Linked DNA regions of Danio rerio: region 1 is linked to region 2. The links are chromatin contacts, called in public Hi-C maps. All regions are on one chromosome and are shown on one strand. Each heading gives the region's core, a stretch centred on a gene start, on an enhancer-like site or on the middle of the called end of the contact. The rest is flanking DNA. Distances are from core to core; before and after follow the strand shown.

Region 1 (7,134 bases), core at 1,340-3,839, 310 kb before region 2:
AAAGTAACGGGAGATATCTTTCTAATTTTGGGGGTACAATTTGAGGATCATAAGTGTGACCGCTAAGTAAAGAGTACTGGAGGTTCAACACCTGCTGTACTTATCCCCATATTATGTTGTTTTAATCATGACAGGACATTGATGCAGATATCCGTAAGGAAGTGGAAGAAGCAGCACAGTTTGCCACCACTGATCCAGAGCCGCCGCTGGAAGATTTGTGCAACCACATCTTCTACAATGATGCTCCATTAGAGGTCAGAGGCACAAACCCCTGGACGAGACTCAAATCCATCAGTTGAAGAATTAATGCTAATGATACAGCTATTCATTCCTCTCATAATCCTATATGCACAAACAGATGGATAATTTTGATATCCATAAAAACGTAATTACATTCCTTTACAGCCGGTACTTTTAGCTTTGCAGACTGTTATATTTATATATTTGGAAGCACATAGTGTTGAATGATCAATGTTTAATTCCAATATTAGAAAAATAGATTATTTTGAAAATAGATTTTAATGAGCTCAGTCCTTGTCTCTAAATGGAATTCTTAGCAATGATTTATAAACAGTTATTTTTTATCATCATATTGCAATATGATGCTCAATATGAAGTTTTGGATACTGAATTCATTGGACTATATTTAGTTCTACATTAAATGAATTGCTGTTTGTAACAATACCGTCATTAGAACCTATGCTTACAGGAACATTTACAGAATGTTCTCTCAATGTTATGAATAAACATTACAGTAATTGAACTTCAATTAAGAGTCTTTTTTTTGTTGACTTTATGTTTATATTAATAATGTTCTCAAAATGTTACCAAATAAATAATGTTGTTTCTTTTTGCTATTGAACATTAAGGGAACAGTACTTTATCCCTAATGTTTGGAAACATGCAAAATGTAATGGTTCCTTAACATATATAACAGTATATATGCAAGAAAAATTTGGTTAAAATAAACCGGATATTTTGAATGCTCAGAAATACCATTTACAAAACATAATATAGCTATAATAATTATTCAGCAAAGTTTGACTTTTGAGTCCAAATCAGAGTTTAAAAAAACATGTAATGGGAACTAAAATGATTTAATTAAGGTTAAAATGTAGAACTGTAATTTGAAATTGGCTGTCTGTGCCATTGTTAATTTGGTTTGCTACTGTAAATCCTAATTTACTGATTTAAACTGAAGAATTGATCAGACTTACCAGCAGATGTCGCCCTCTCTTCACCTGCTTAAAAATGTTCAAATCACAGCTGTAAAATAAATGCCAATTCATTGGAGGCAGCCTAAATTCTTGCGTACTTTCCAGTGCATGTGTGTCATATGATGTTACCCAAAAGTGATGATGGGTTATGATGCATCAGTCTAGACACTGACTAACAACATTTACTACACGTAGCCTAATATTTAAGTGTGCCCATTGTTGGTTTCGGTGTACATGGAAAAAATGCAGTGAAATTAACATTAAAAATAACTATTAATTATTTTTCATTTATGTTTGCATATGGACAAGAAGTTAATATTTTGTGTCCAAAATTAAAGTCTGAATATGTAAAATAGTGCTATTGCTGACCAGATTTACTACTAGTTTCAGATAAAGTATAATACTGTGTAAGAATTTATTTTTATATAGGCTAAATATGTTACCACAAGGGACGTCACGGTGGTGCAGTGGGTAGCACAATCGCCTCACAGCAAGAAGGTCACTGGTTCGAGTGAATGCTAGAGTGTATGGGTGTTTCCCGGTGTTAGGTTGTGGCTTGAAGGGCATCCGCTGTGTAAAACATATGCTGGATAAGTCGGCGGTTCATTCTACTGTGGCGACCCATGATTAGTAAAGGGACTAAGCAGAAAAGTAAATAAATGAATGAACGTTACCCCCAAAAACATAGGTTGATATGCAGTGGAGTAAACTCTACTTAGAACAACTCTATTTGTGCAGAGGGATGTAAACAAAAACAATGGTCCCAACATATTTCCTGCTTTACATTTTTATTTTCTATAGCTTCTGAGAATCCAAAATAAGCCACATATTGATAAATAATGCTATGATAGCTGTTTTAACATTAAGTTATTGAAATGCCTCTTGTTACAGTTATAAAATAGTTCTAACAAGAAGGAAATGTTCATGGGCCAATGACATGACCACACTGAAATGGTATATAATTACGAGATATAGGCCTATATCATCTAGTGGTCATAAAATCCTCTCAAAATACAACATATTAATGAATAAATATGGTAGGCTACAGTTTTCTTAAAAAAGTTATCCGTATTACAAATATACAGAAAAGAGATTATAGTAAATAAACGTGATTATTATTTAAATACGTACATTTAGTCTCAAACACAGGTGGAGGAGGTAAAGGATGCATTGCGCTCTCACCTGTCCGTCTATTTGAGCGCCACAGCTTCAGCCCCGCCCTTCTGTCAATAAGTGACAAGCGCAATAGCCAATCCGATTCGTCACACTGGAAGAAGCGGAAGTGAGTAGAGCGCGTGAACGTGTGTTTTTTCTGTCAGAGGGGAGAGAGCGAGAGAGAGAGGGCGACTGGCACGAGATCAGGGGCACGGTCATTTTATTCCTATGGAAACGCTGCACTGACTGGCAGAGGTGAGCGGAGGAAAAGGTGGCGGCGCTTTTGGATGCGCAACGGATACCCAGCTTTCTTCACTCAGTGTCAAAAGCGCGGAAACAACCAGACGTAATTTCTTCAAAGTGCCTCAGAATTTCCCTTTTGAGTCTGATTTATTTAAAAAAGGAGCCTTGCAAAAAGTGAAGATGCCCCTGGCACAACTAGTTGACCCTTGGAGAAAGATGGCAATCGGGAGTGCGGCGAGCGAGGTGAGTCTCCGCTGCATTCACAGGTTTAAATCGCTGACATGTTCATAATATAAGCAGCACTTCTGTTTTTGACGCCGTTTCGTTTCTGTGTGGCGTTTGTGTACAACCTGTTCCAGATCTCTATCTGTATATCCGATGTTGGGGATTAGCGGTTATAGCGTGTGACCCGTGCGCGTAAATGCTTTTAAAACGATCCGCATGTCAAAGGCCTTTCACATTTTTTGACTTGTAGTTACTTTGGAAGTAGCATGCGAATTCATATTGTATGATATGTTTTGTTAATGGACTTTAAAGTTTTGATGAATGAGACTACAACGTAATGTTCGTGGATCTCAATCTGATTCGTGCTGATGATGACAGTTTGGTGGTGATGAATCTGTTCATCTTTAGAATGAATCTTTGCTTTGTCACCGAGAAATGTAAATTTAGTTAACACTGAACTTTAAAATATTTTTTTGAACTAAAGAAGGAAGAAACTGCCATAAATTGTCATACAGAAACCCTTTAAAAAGTAATTGTGTAACAATAGTTTATAGTAGATGGCAAGAAAATCTGATGACAAGTCATTTTAAATAAATACAGTGCTCAGCATACTTAAGTACAGCCCATTTTAAAAATGGGATATTTGTATCCATTTCCAATAAATTTTGGTGCATTTAAACAAATCAGATTTATTAAACGGATATATTTATCAAAATAATATTTTAGTCATCAAACATGTTTAGAAATTGAAATAAAGCACAATTAAAGCAAACAAATTATTGCAAAAAAGAAAAAAGAAATTACAACCTACAAAATGTCAACCAAATTAAAAAAAAACTATTTATTTTTGCATTTGTATTTAATATTTTTCTATAACATAAATTTGGGTGTACTAGTTTTTGGACTGTTATCGTAAGTTATTTTGTTAGATAAGCTCCAGATTTGGCTTCTAATGTAACGACTAATCTAATGTATATGCACAAATATAATAATGTATGGCTTTCTATCAAAAATATTAATTTAAATGATTGACTTGTAAATGCTGAGCTATTTTGCCACTATCCTATAAAGCTATAGGTTTTACTCAAGAAGTGTTTAGTGATTTAAAATCAAAATGGATCTAAATTTATTTAATCACTTCTATGTATCAGGTCAGAATGTTTCATTTGAACTTAAAACAACTGTTATGCTGAATGATGAAGTAATGTTATGTCAACCAAATATTTTGTCAACCAAATGTTTTATTTTTCGCTAAAGTTAATGTCTTTGGATACAGGATCATTCAGAAGAGTTCCAAAGTGAACTGTTATATAATTCAGAATGTGAAAATAAAATAAAAATCTACCATCATTAGTCACCCTCATGTGTTTCCAAACCTGTTTGACTTTTTTGGTGCTTGGTTGAGCACAAAAGGAGATGATGGTCAATGACAATGTACTGCTAAAAATCTCCTTATCTCGATGTGCATTGTGCTATGACGAAGTTCTTAAGAACTGTTTTTCCTTAAAAAAATAAACAGAAACTCTTAATGTCTGTTCATGTCATATATTTGAATCGGTTAATTGTAAAAAGTGAATACAATTATAACAAACCAATACTAATTAGGAACAGGACAGTACAGAGAAATATTTCCTATGCTAAATACACAGCCATATCACCCTGCAGCTCAAGACTGGTTACACACTGTAGCTAAGCAGGCCATACAGTATGGCCATACATGATAAATGCGCTATATGAATACACATTACTTACTTACTTACTTACTACTTATTAAGTAATCAATGTTAAAATCTGGGACAGAATTAAAATCAGAGTCTTTTTTTATTTATTTATTTATTTATTTTTTTATTTTGTCTGAATTCAAATTTATTTACCTATAACAAAGGTTTAAATGGATAGTTCACCCAAAACTGAAAATTCATTTACCAGGCCCGTAGCCAGCCTATTAAAAGTTCTGGTTCTTTTTTCTCCAAAAGTGGACCTTTTTGCTGTTATTCGCCTCATTTTCTATTGAATTATGAGGTTTAAATACTGCTTTTTAGTGACATCTTAAGCACCAATTTTTTTGCTGGATTTGCTTGTCGAATAGTTTTTTTAAAGGTAATTTCAACTTTTAAAACAGTGGATATAGTGGAGGACATACAGGAAAGCATTGGGAGCAGAAAGAGGGGAAGGATGGGCACAGGTCCTCCTGTCAGGAATCGAAATTGGGTAGCCAACGCAATCTCACTGCAATTCGTAACATTTTGATTTAGTGGCCGATTCGTTTGAACTTGTACGGTCTAATTCGTACAATTTAGTATGATTTGCTCATCATCACCCAATGACTATTGGTTTAGGGGTGGGGTTGGGTGCCACACCTCCTTTTTAAAATCATACATTTTTATACGACTGAACTCATACGAATTTGTATGAATTAGCTATTAAACTGACAAAATGTAAAATACTTAAGTTTTCTCATAAGATCTGGCTGGGGTAGCCATGAGCAGCATGGCCCTATACTGTATATGTCGCCGCACTTAACCACTCGGCTATTAGCGTCTGATGGTTTAAATTACTACATTTTTCGATGTAACAATAATATTTCCTACATTTTTGTCAAAATGTTTACCATACTTTTTTATGTTTACAAAAAATTATGTTTATAAACAAATGTGCATTTAAACTGTAAGTTATTATCATTTTATAAATGATATGAGAATAACATTTTAGAAATATAAAAAAATAAATTTTAACAATTAAAAAAATCATTTATTATAATCTATCATTAAAAAACTAACAAAAAATAATTAGGCATCTGTTGAAACTTGTGTTAAATCAAAAACTGTAGCCTATAGGCAAATAACACACTGGCCAACTCATTTAAATGGATTTGTCCATTTAAATAATAATAATTCAATTTGTCTTAAAGCCATCTTCTATTGGTTATTTTCACAAATTATGATGGCATACTGTCAAAAGAAGACAAATGAGTTCAAATAGGGGCTTAATCCTGGGCTTTTTTGACAGGGGGTTGGTTATTCAAACCACCCGAACCCCACCTTGGTTTAGGGCCTGTTTGCTTACATTTTACTTGCTCCAAATCTTTTTGTCTTTCTGTCTTCTGTTGGAAAAAGCTGGAAACCTTTAAAAACGAAATTGGCTGTCGTGTCTGTGAATGAGAGAGTGTATGGGTGTTTCCCAGACCTGGGTTTTGTCTGGCAGGGATGAAAAATACGCCCAAGGAATTAGTGGTTCATTCCATTGTGGCGACCCCCTGATAAATCACCTTGTGAGTTAGTGGAAACCTGTAACTATTGACTTGTCTTTACTATGGAAGTCAATGGTTACATGTTTTCAGCATTCTTCAAAACATCTTCATTTGTTTTCAACAAAATAAAGAAACTTATAAAGGTTTGGAACTACTTGATGGCGAGAAAATAGTGAGTATATTTTCATTAACTATCTCTTTTTACCTTTATGTACTGCAGCCATAAGACATTTGTCCTCTCTGCGGTTTTCCTAAAAATTCAATGCCCCTTATTGTAACATTTCGCATGCTGATTTCCAAAGGATGTGACGTGCATGCAAATGATCACAGGTTAATCCAGTATGTTTCGAAAAACTCCTGTTCACTTCACTCCACTCTACTCTCACTATTTTTCCAGAAGTTACAGCTACAGCCCCATTGATCCGCAAGTAATAAAAGCCTGCCGTAAAGCTGCCAGGAACATATTGTAAAGGAGAATAGCAGAACAGAGAGGCAGATAACAAAGTGTTCCCTTCCAGCTAGCAGATGATCACAGGCCATCCTTCAGTTTCGCTCCCTCGCAATGACAGATTGGGCGGTCTGAGTCGCCACCCTGACTAATTAACCCTAAACAGTCAATGACAGCATGCAGGCCCGGTTTAACAAGACGTTCCACCACTGTCATTTGGTGCAGAGGAGCAGACGCTCATATTGGCATGAGTGAACGTCTGCTGTAGTAATCAAGGCTTTGTATCGCTTAGAAACTGATCCGCACAGAGATTGTAATGTTCATTGTAGTCTCAGCCTCAGACGGACGGCCTACAGACCGCCCACAGTCAGTTCGATGACCGTCTGATGATTCATTTTTCAAGAAACAAAGTGATGAGAAATGTACGAACTCCAAACAGATTGACTGACAGCTGCACTACTTGCTTTAGAGGTACTAGGTTAAATTTCTATGAATATTTGGCTAAGTTTGCCATCTTAGTACTGGTTTGTGGATGCATGATATATAGTTGAATTCCGAATTATTCGATTTTTAAATTTTTTTTATTTTTAAAATAT
Region 2 (7,346 bases), core at 4,246-6,745:
TCGACACTAAAACGCATTCCTTGCTGAGAAGACAAAAGATTATATAATTTCAAGAGTTCACACTTAGCTGATGATTGATTATAAAGCTTGTTTGGCATCCTGTCCCGGGAGAGAGCCCTGAGCTCATAAGATCTTCGAGCCCGGGGCTCCTTCCCGTTTGCAAGGTGAGGGGAGTTTGAGCTCAGGTAAGTCTCGAGAACTCCCCTGCTGCAGTATCTAATGAACAGATAGTGATTGCTTTTAAGAGATAACTACTTACTAGGTGCATGTCTATGGTGCTAATTTGGATTAGTCAATTAACTTAGATTGCATGTTATGAGACGGTGGGAGGAAACTGGGGAACCTGGTGAAAACCCATGTGAGCACAGGGAGAACGTGTACACTCCGCACAGAAACGTTGGCTGGCTTGGTAAGGACTAGGATCATTGATGTTCTTGGCTTGAGGCAACAGTGCTAACCACTGGGCCACCGTGCCACCCATCTAGGAAAGGAGGTGGAGTAGGGGTGGAAGAAGGGATTGTTCAAAACAAAGATGACTGTTATATAGAACTAAGGGTATTTATAGTGACTTAGGAATTGTCTGATTGGTGAATCATAAATTGGATAATGCGGGACCAGCCGCAAGCAATGATGAGCATGTGATCCTCTCAAAATTAGTTTATGAATAAACCTCACTTAAAAGATGCTTGCAGTTAATTAATTCTTGCTATTATTAGTTACTATGATATCACAAATATATTAAAATAGAAAATGGTTGTCGGCGCCAATAGCCTAGTGCAGGGGTTGCTAACCCTGTTCCTGGAGAGCCACCTTCCTGCAGATTTCAGTTGCAACCCATATCAAACACACCTGCCTGTAATTATCATGTGGTGTTCAGGTCCTAATTAATTGGTTCAGGTGTGTTTGACATGGGTAGCAACTGAAATCTACAGGAAGGTGGCTCTCCAGGAACAGGGTTAGCCACCCCTGGCCTAGCGGTTAAGTGCGCTGACATATAGCACTATGGTGCTCAGGAAACCCGAGTTCGATTCCTGACTCGATGTCCTTTGCCAACTCTTCCCCTCTCTCCATCCCCAATAATTTCTTGTCAATTCTCTGCACTATTCTATCCATTAAAGGTTAAACTAAAGGTTAAACCTCCCCACATAAAATCATTATTAAAATAGAAAATGGTTGTGTAAAATGTTATACTATTTTACTCTATTTAAATCAAATACAAAGTTTTTTTTTTTATTACAGCTTTTATTTATTAATTTTCCTTCGGCTTAGTCTCTATTTCAGACGTCGCCACAATGGAATGAACCACCAACTATTTCAGCATATGTTTTATGTAGCGGATGACCTTCCAGCTGCAACCCAGTACTGGTAAACACCCATACACTCTTACAATCACACACACTCATACACTACGGCCAATTTAGTTTATTCAATTCACCTACAGCGCATGTCTTTGGACTGAGGGGGAAACTTGAGTACTCGCAGGAAACCCATTTTATTACATATATTTATTTGTTCATATATTCTATTATTTTTGTTTTAATACCATATCAGGATCATTGGCTTTATTCATGGCAACATTACTAATATATATATATATATATATATATATATATATATATATATATATATATATATATATATATTGAATGCAAAATTTACAATCAAAACAGTGTCTTTATAAAGAATAAAAAATGTAAAACAATACTGACTATAGGCCATGAAATCTATCGATTTTGTCCAAATAAATAATACAATTGTTTTACAAATTGAGTGTTGTCCCTTTTATTGTATTTTTATTATGATATTACGAATCTATTCAAATAGAAAATGGTTATGTAAAATGTTATATTATTTGACTCTATTTGAATCAACTAAACAGTTATTTCTTAATTATAGCTTTTATTCATTCATTTTCATTCGGCTTAATCCCTGATTTACCAGGAGTTGCCACAGCGGAATGAACCGTCAACTATTCCAACATATGCTTTAAGCAGCCTTTCCAGCTGCAAGTGAATACTGGAAAACACCCATACACACTCTCATATTCACACACACACACACACACACACACACACACACACACACACACACACACTACAGGATATTTAGTTCACCCAATTCACCTATGGCGCATGTCTTTGGACTGTGGGGGCAACCGGAGTACTTGGAGGAAACCGATGCAAAAAGAAACTCCTTAAAGAAATGCCAACTGGCCAAGCTGGGACTCAAACCAGCAATCTTCTGGCTGTGAGGTGACAGTGCTAACCACTGAGCCACCACCCTTTTATTGTATGTTAACTTTTTTTATAGATATTAGATTGTGACACCTGAATGACACAAATCTCATTGGGCTCCACCATCATCTTTCCAAATTCTGTAGTAATCAGGATTTCGCCTTGTTGAGGCACTGAAACACAGATTGCAGCGTTGATTAGAAACATTGAAAATTGATCTGTTTCAGATATTAATTATGAAAGAAAAACAAATTTATTTTACCAATGAGAAAATCACCATCTGCATTTTGGAAACATCTGTAAAAAATAAAAATTCATGTACCAACTCACAACCCAGCAATCATTTTTAAAAGATGTCTAATAGACGTCTAAACATAGTCATCTTGGCTAAAACAAGGCTAAATGTGGGCTGTCAGTGAAAATCTGAGAGGGGTCTGGCTGCATCCAATGCTTTTTAATGCGCTCACCTAATTCCACCCCTAACCCTACCCCTCACAGTGATGTCACTAGCTTTATTGATTGTGTCTGACATTGCATCTCTGAGCGATGCAATCTCATCTTGTATCATAAAGGCTGCATCCAGATACTATTGGGAAAATCTAGTAGACTTCTAAAAATAGGCCAAAACTAGACTAGTCATCAAATAAACAGAAATGAATGACTACACATATAAAGTCTGTCTTACTGTGTCTGTCTATTTGATGACTAGTCTAGTTTTGGGCTATTCTTAGATGTCTAATAGATTTTCACTGACAGCCCAAGTTTAGTTAAGCTGTCTACATTTAGATGTCTATTAGACATCTATTAAACACAAAATTATTTGCTGGGAAGAAAAAAATTCAACTGAGAATTTATTATATATTGATTAGTAAATTAAATCTGATTCAAACCGACTTGTCAGTCATGGAAGTGTTGCAGGAGTACATGTGGATGGCGATTCCATTACGGGATTTCGAATCTCCAGCTCCACATACTGTATGTAGACCCTGAAAATATCAAATACGCATCTCTGAGACTGAGAAATAGTTCAATATGAATGTAAAAAGATCCACATATTTATGACATCTTTACCGATACGAAATCCACTTTTTTCTCTGAAGATTTGGGGATGTTAAATGGCTTCCATCTGAGCTGGTTGGGATCAGGCTCTACTTCATTCCAGTTCTCGGTCAGATCTCCACAGCTCATCCGAGTGAAAGGCTTGTGGCGCACAGAGGGCAGAATGCGGTATAGCCAGCTATGAACACAAACACATTTCAGTATTTACAAGGGAGAAATAATTTCCTCATGGGTGTGCATTATCTTCTAATAATCCAACAGGGTGAAGTCATTATTCTGCTTATACTGAAGTTACCACAGCTAAAGACACTGTTAAAATGTGGTGTTTGATGCTGTTGTAGGACATTAGACAAGAATTTGTGCATAAACACATGCTGTATTTACTTCTAGTTTCTTCCACATCTCAATCAAAGTCTTTTGTTTAGTTTTTGGACAATAATATCATAATATGGAACTGTAATGTGGTCAAGAATTGACTGAAACTACTTTATCTGTACATTTATCTGAAAATAACCTCTTTAAAATATTCGTCAGCCAATCAGAATCAAGCATTAACCAGTCCCCGTAGTAAAATAAAGTTTAATGTTTGACCACTCTATTACAAACATATACCTTCTCTTATTGCTTGAGCGTGGGCAAGTGAAGGCAGAGCCAGAGAGTTGCTCAGCATATAAGCCATATGGACACACTTGGGGATTGTTCTGAAAGACAATAATGTAAACTGAGCATTTGGTTTGTCTTGTTAATTGGTCAGGAAGAAGACGGTGAAGGTGAAGTTTTGGCACTACCTGTCCCTCAGGTAGAGATCCTGGACAGCGAGGGTCTTCAGAGGAAAATTCATTGCCAAAGCCACTCATGTACTAAAACACAGTAATTCAACAGTGTTACTACTGGACGAGTGAATTCACTTTGTTTTCAAAACATACAGGATAAGAAAACCAACACACACAAGCTGTGGAGCACCATCCAAGCATCTCCACCTTCAGCTACAACACAGATATGCTTAGTCATGTTGCATAAGCAATGCCCAGAGCAGCTCATAAAACCTCAAACATTGCATGGGCTAATTGAAAACACATCCTCTCGAGGGGTTAAACGTAACAAAGAATTCATAATAGTTCATAGGAAAAAAATCGGCTGAAAAACACCTGACAACAAATTTTGGCCATTTGTTTGCGTTTATCTAATACCATCTAAAAGAGTGCTCCATAATTATGTTAAATTCCTTATGCCAGATTAGGACTTTGTTTTATAAAACGAGTAGTCTAATGGTTTGGAAAAGCGATCATAAACTTGCAAAAGTTTTATATGTATCCTGCATATTTACAGCGGAGCCGAGATTAACCTCATCTGGGCAGCTGCAGATTCCAGTTATCTGATTGGTCAGACTGAAACGCCCCTCAGATCCTCCTCATGAAACGATGCGGAGTTCTACTCACCTCCACGAGTCGGTTCTTTTGAATAATCCTCAAATAAATTAGTTCATAGAACAAATTGAGCGTTGTGCCTGCAACATTGTATATAATTTGCTTTTTAAAAAGTTGTATTGATTGTGGTATTTGATTTAAAAGGATAGTTCACCCAAAAATGAAAAATCTATCACAATTTTCTTTTTGTTTTTTTCTCTGGTAAACACGATGGAATTCATGTAAAATCGGATTCATCTGTCATCTCAAAAACTTCTGAAAAATGCAGGTTGCTTCATATGGAGTAAAGGAATACCTTACTTAAAAACCTTGTTATGCTTTTATTTAATCTTGTCTAATGCTACTAATAGTTATGTCAAACGATTCTGATTCATTCCAAAGATCCGACTCAAAAGAGATTCGAATCACTATTTCTGTAATAAGGATGCACGGGTGAAGTGTGCAGCATAATTCCAAAACATTGTTAGGTTGTTTTATGAAGTCTGTCTGTATAAAGAGAACAAACACAATGTCTGAAAAAGAGTATCCGAGGACAGCATTTTAAAAAGGCAAAAATGAAAACAGGCTGCATTGTAATAGTCACACAGACTACGTATTTAGTTGATCATTTTTACTTTAGACAAGCACTAGTACATAGTTCAAAGTGCGCTTACCTTCAGCCCAGCCATTGCGCGTTATTGAATTATGTACTTGTAAAAATTAAACTATTCAAAATGAGTTGCGACTTTTCGCAAAGTACCAGAGGATCTTCACTCCCCAGAAACCACTCTCTGCACAAGACCGGGGGAGGAACTTGGGTCGTATTTACGTTTTTCTCAATATGGTTTGAATTAACTCAAACGCGACTCGTGACGCAACCAGAGATTGGGGCAACATTTTGGAGGGGAGGAGTGAGAGTTCGTGCAAAGAATGACCCCTGGCACAACTACAGCAAATGTCAGTTGAGGTAAGATCGTAAAGTCCACTTCTCAGGACTTCACCACATGCACGTAGGCCAATGTCAATCAGGGAGACCAGTGTTGTTGAATTTTGTTTGGAGGACAAGTCCCCGTTTTAATCGAATTCCAAGCTTATTGATAATCATTCGATACGTATACACAAATCAAAGGATTAAAATATGTCAATCTCATTTACTCTGTGCAAAATGGCCTACAATCATGCACACATTTATTTTTGGGGCTTGTGTATCCAGGAAGTGCATGAGCAAGCAGTCACAACCGTGCATTTGGTTAAACATGACATTGGTCATTTATTATATTCATATGAAGGCTATTGTAACTTGTAAATGAAAACATTTATTTATTTATTTTTTTGGATGTTATGGATGTTAAATACCAAATTTATTTTCCTTATTACATGAAACAAAAGTGATAAAATGTGACATTTACTTAATAAATAAAAAATTACACTACAAATATTTACACATTTACAATTATTTGTATTCTGGGGCTGCATTGTGATCCTTACATAGATTATTTTTTTATTCGTTGTTAAATGTTTCCTATTGTATGATTCCTAATACGTCACAAGGTTTTTTAGTAATGTAAAACTTTATAAAACATTAATAATGAAAATGTATAACAGTAATTAAACTAACCTGCCACTTAATAAGATACACCTTACTAGGTAACTGTTACCTCTTGCCTTCAGAACTGCCTTAATCCTTCGTGGCATAGATTCAACAAGGTACTGGAAATATTCCTCAGAGGTTTTGGTCCATATTGACATGATAGCATCATGCAGTTGCTGCAGATTTGTCAGCTGCACATCCATGATGCGAGTCTCCTGTTCCACCACATCCCAAAGGTGCTCTATCGGATTGAGATATGGTGACTGTGGAGGCCATTAGAGTACAGTGAACTCATTGTCATGTTCAAGAAACCAGTCTGAGATGATTCACACTTCATGACATGGCACATTATTCTGCTGGAAGTAGCCATCAGAAGATGAGTACATTGTGATCATAAAGGGATGGACATTGTCAGCAACAATACTCAGATAGACTGTGGAGTTGACATAATGCTGAATTGGTACTAATGGGCCCAAAGTGTGCAAAAAAATATCCCCCATACCATTACACCACCAGCCTGAACTGTTGATACAAGACAGGATGGATCTATGGTTTCATGTTGTTGATGCTTAATTCTGACCCTCCTATCTTAGTGTCGCAGCAGAAATCGAGACTCATCAGACCAGGCAATGTTTTTCCAATCTTCTATTGTCCATTGTGAGCATGTGCCAACTGTAGCCTCAGTTTCCTGTTCTTAGCTAACAGGAGTGGGATCCGGTGTGGTCTTCTGCTGCTGTAGCCCATCTGCCTCAACGTTCGACATGTTGCAGACCATTCTCTGTAAACTCTAGAAATGGTTGTGCATGATAATCCCAGTAGATCAGCAGTTTCTGAAATTCTCAGACCAGCCCGTCTGGCACCAACAACCATGCCACGTTCAAAGTCACTTAAATCACCTTTCTTCCCCATTCTGATGGTTTGTTTGAACTTCAGCCAATCGTCTTGACCATGTCTATATGCCTGAAATGCATTGAGATGCAGCGATGTGATTGGCTAAATACAAAATTTGCATTAACGAGCAGTTGGACAGCTGCACCTAATAAAGTGGCAGGTGAG

Evidence for each region. Hi-C and Micro-C count contacts between places; a contact is called where the count stands out from the background.
Region 1: a Hi-C map of an unstated tissue shows a contact between it and region 2, with 2.9 times the contacts expected there. The contact joins the promoter of rps6ka3b here to the promoter of hgd in region 2. A contact is called at or near these places in 2 of 18 Hi-C or Micro-C datasets (hematopoietic stem cells and an unstated tissue).

Annotation. Positions count from the first base shown.
Region 1 is chr24:28,188,425-28,195,558 of GRCz12tu, reverse strand. rps6ka3b (ribosomal protein S6 kinase, polypeptide 3b) reads left to right here and starts at 2,589. Exons shown (of 21, transcript NM_001083026.2): 1 at 2,589-2,858. The coding sequence starts at 2,796. It overlaps pdha1b (pyruvate dehydrogenase E1 subunit alpha 1b), which reads left to right. Exons shown (of 11, transcript NM_001002399.1): 11 at 135-769. The coding sequence ends at 299.
Region 2 is chr24:27,878,238-27,885,583 of GRCz12tu, reverse strand. hgd (homogentisate 1,2-dioxygenase) reads right to left here and starts at 5,495. Exons shown (of 13, transcript NM_152966.2): 1 at 5,374-5,495; 2 at 4,082-4,153; 3 at 3,906-3,994; 4 at 3,306-3,471; 5 at 3,129-3,220; 6 at 2,497-2,531; 7 at 2,328-2,407; 8 at 1-23. The coding sequence starts at 5,388.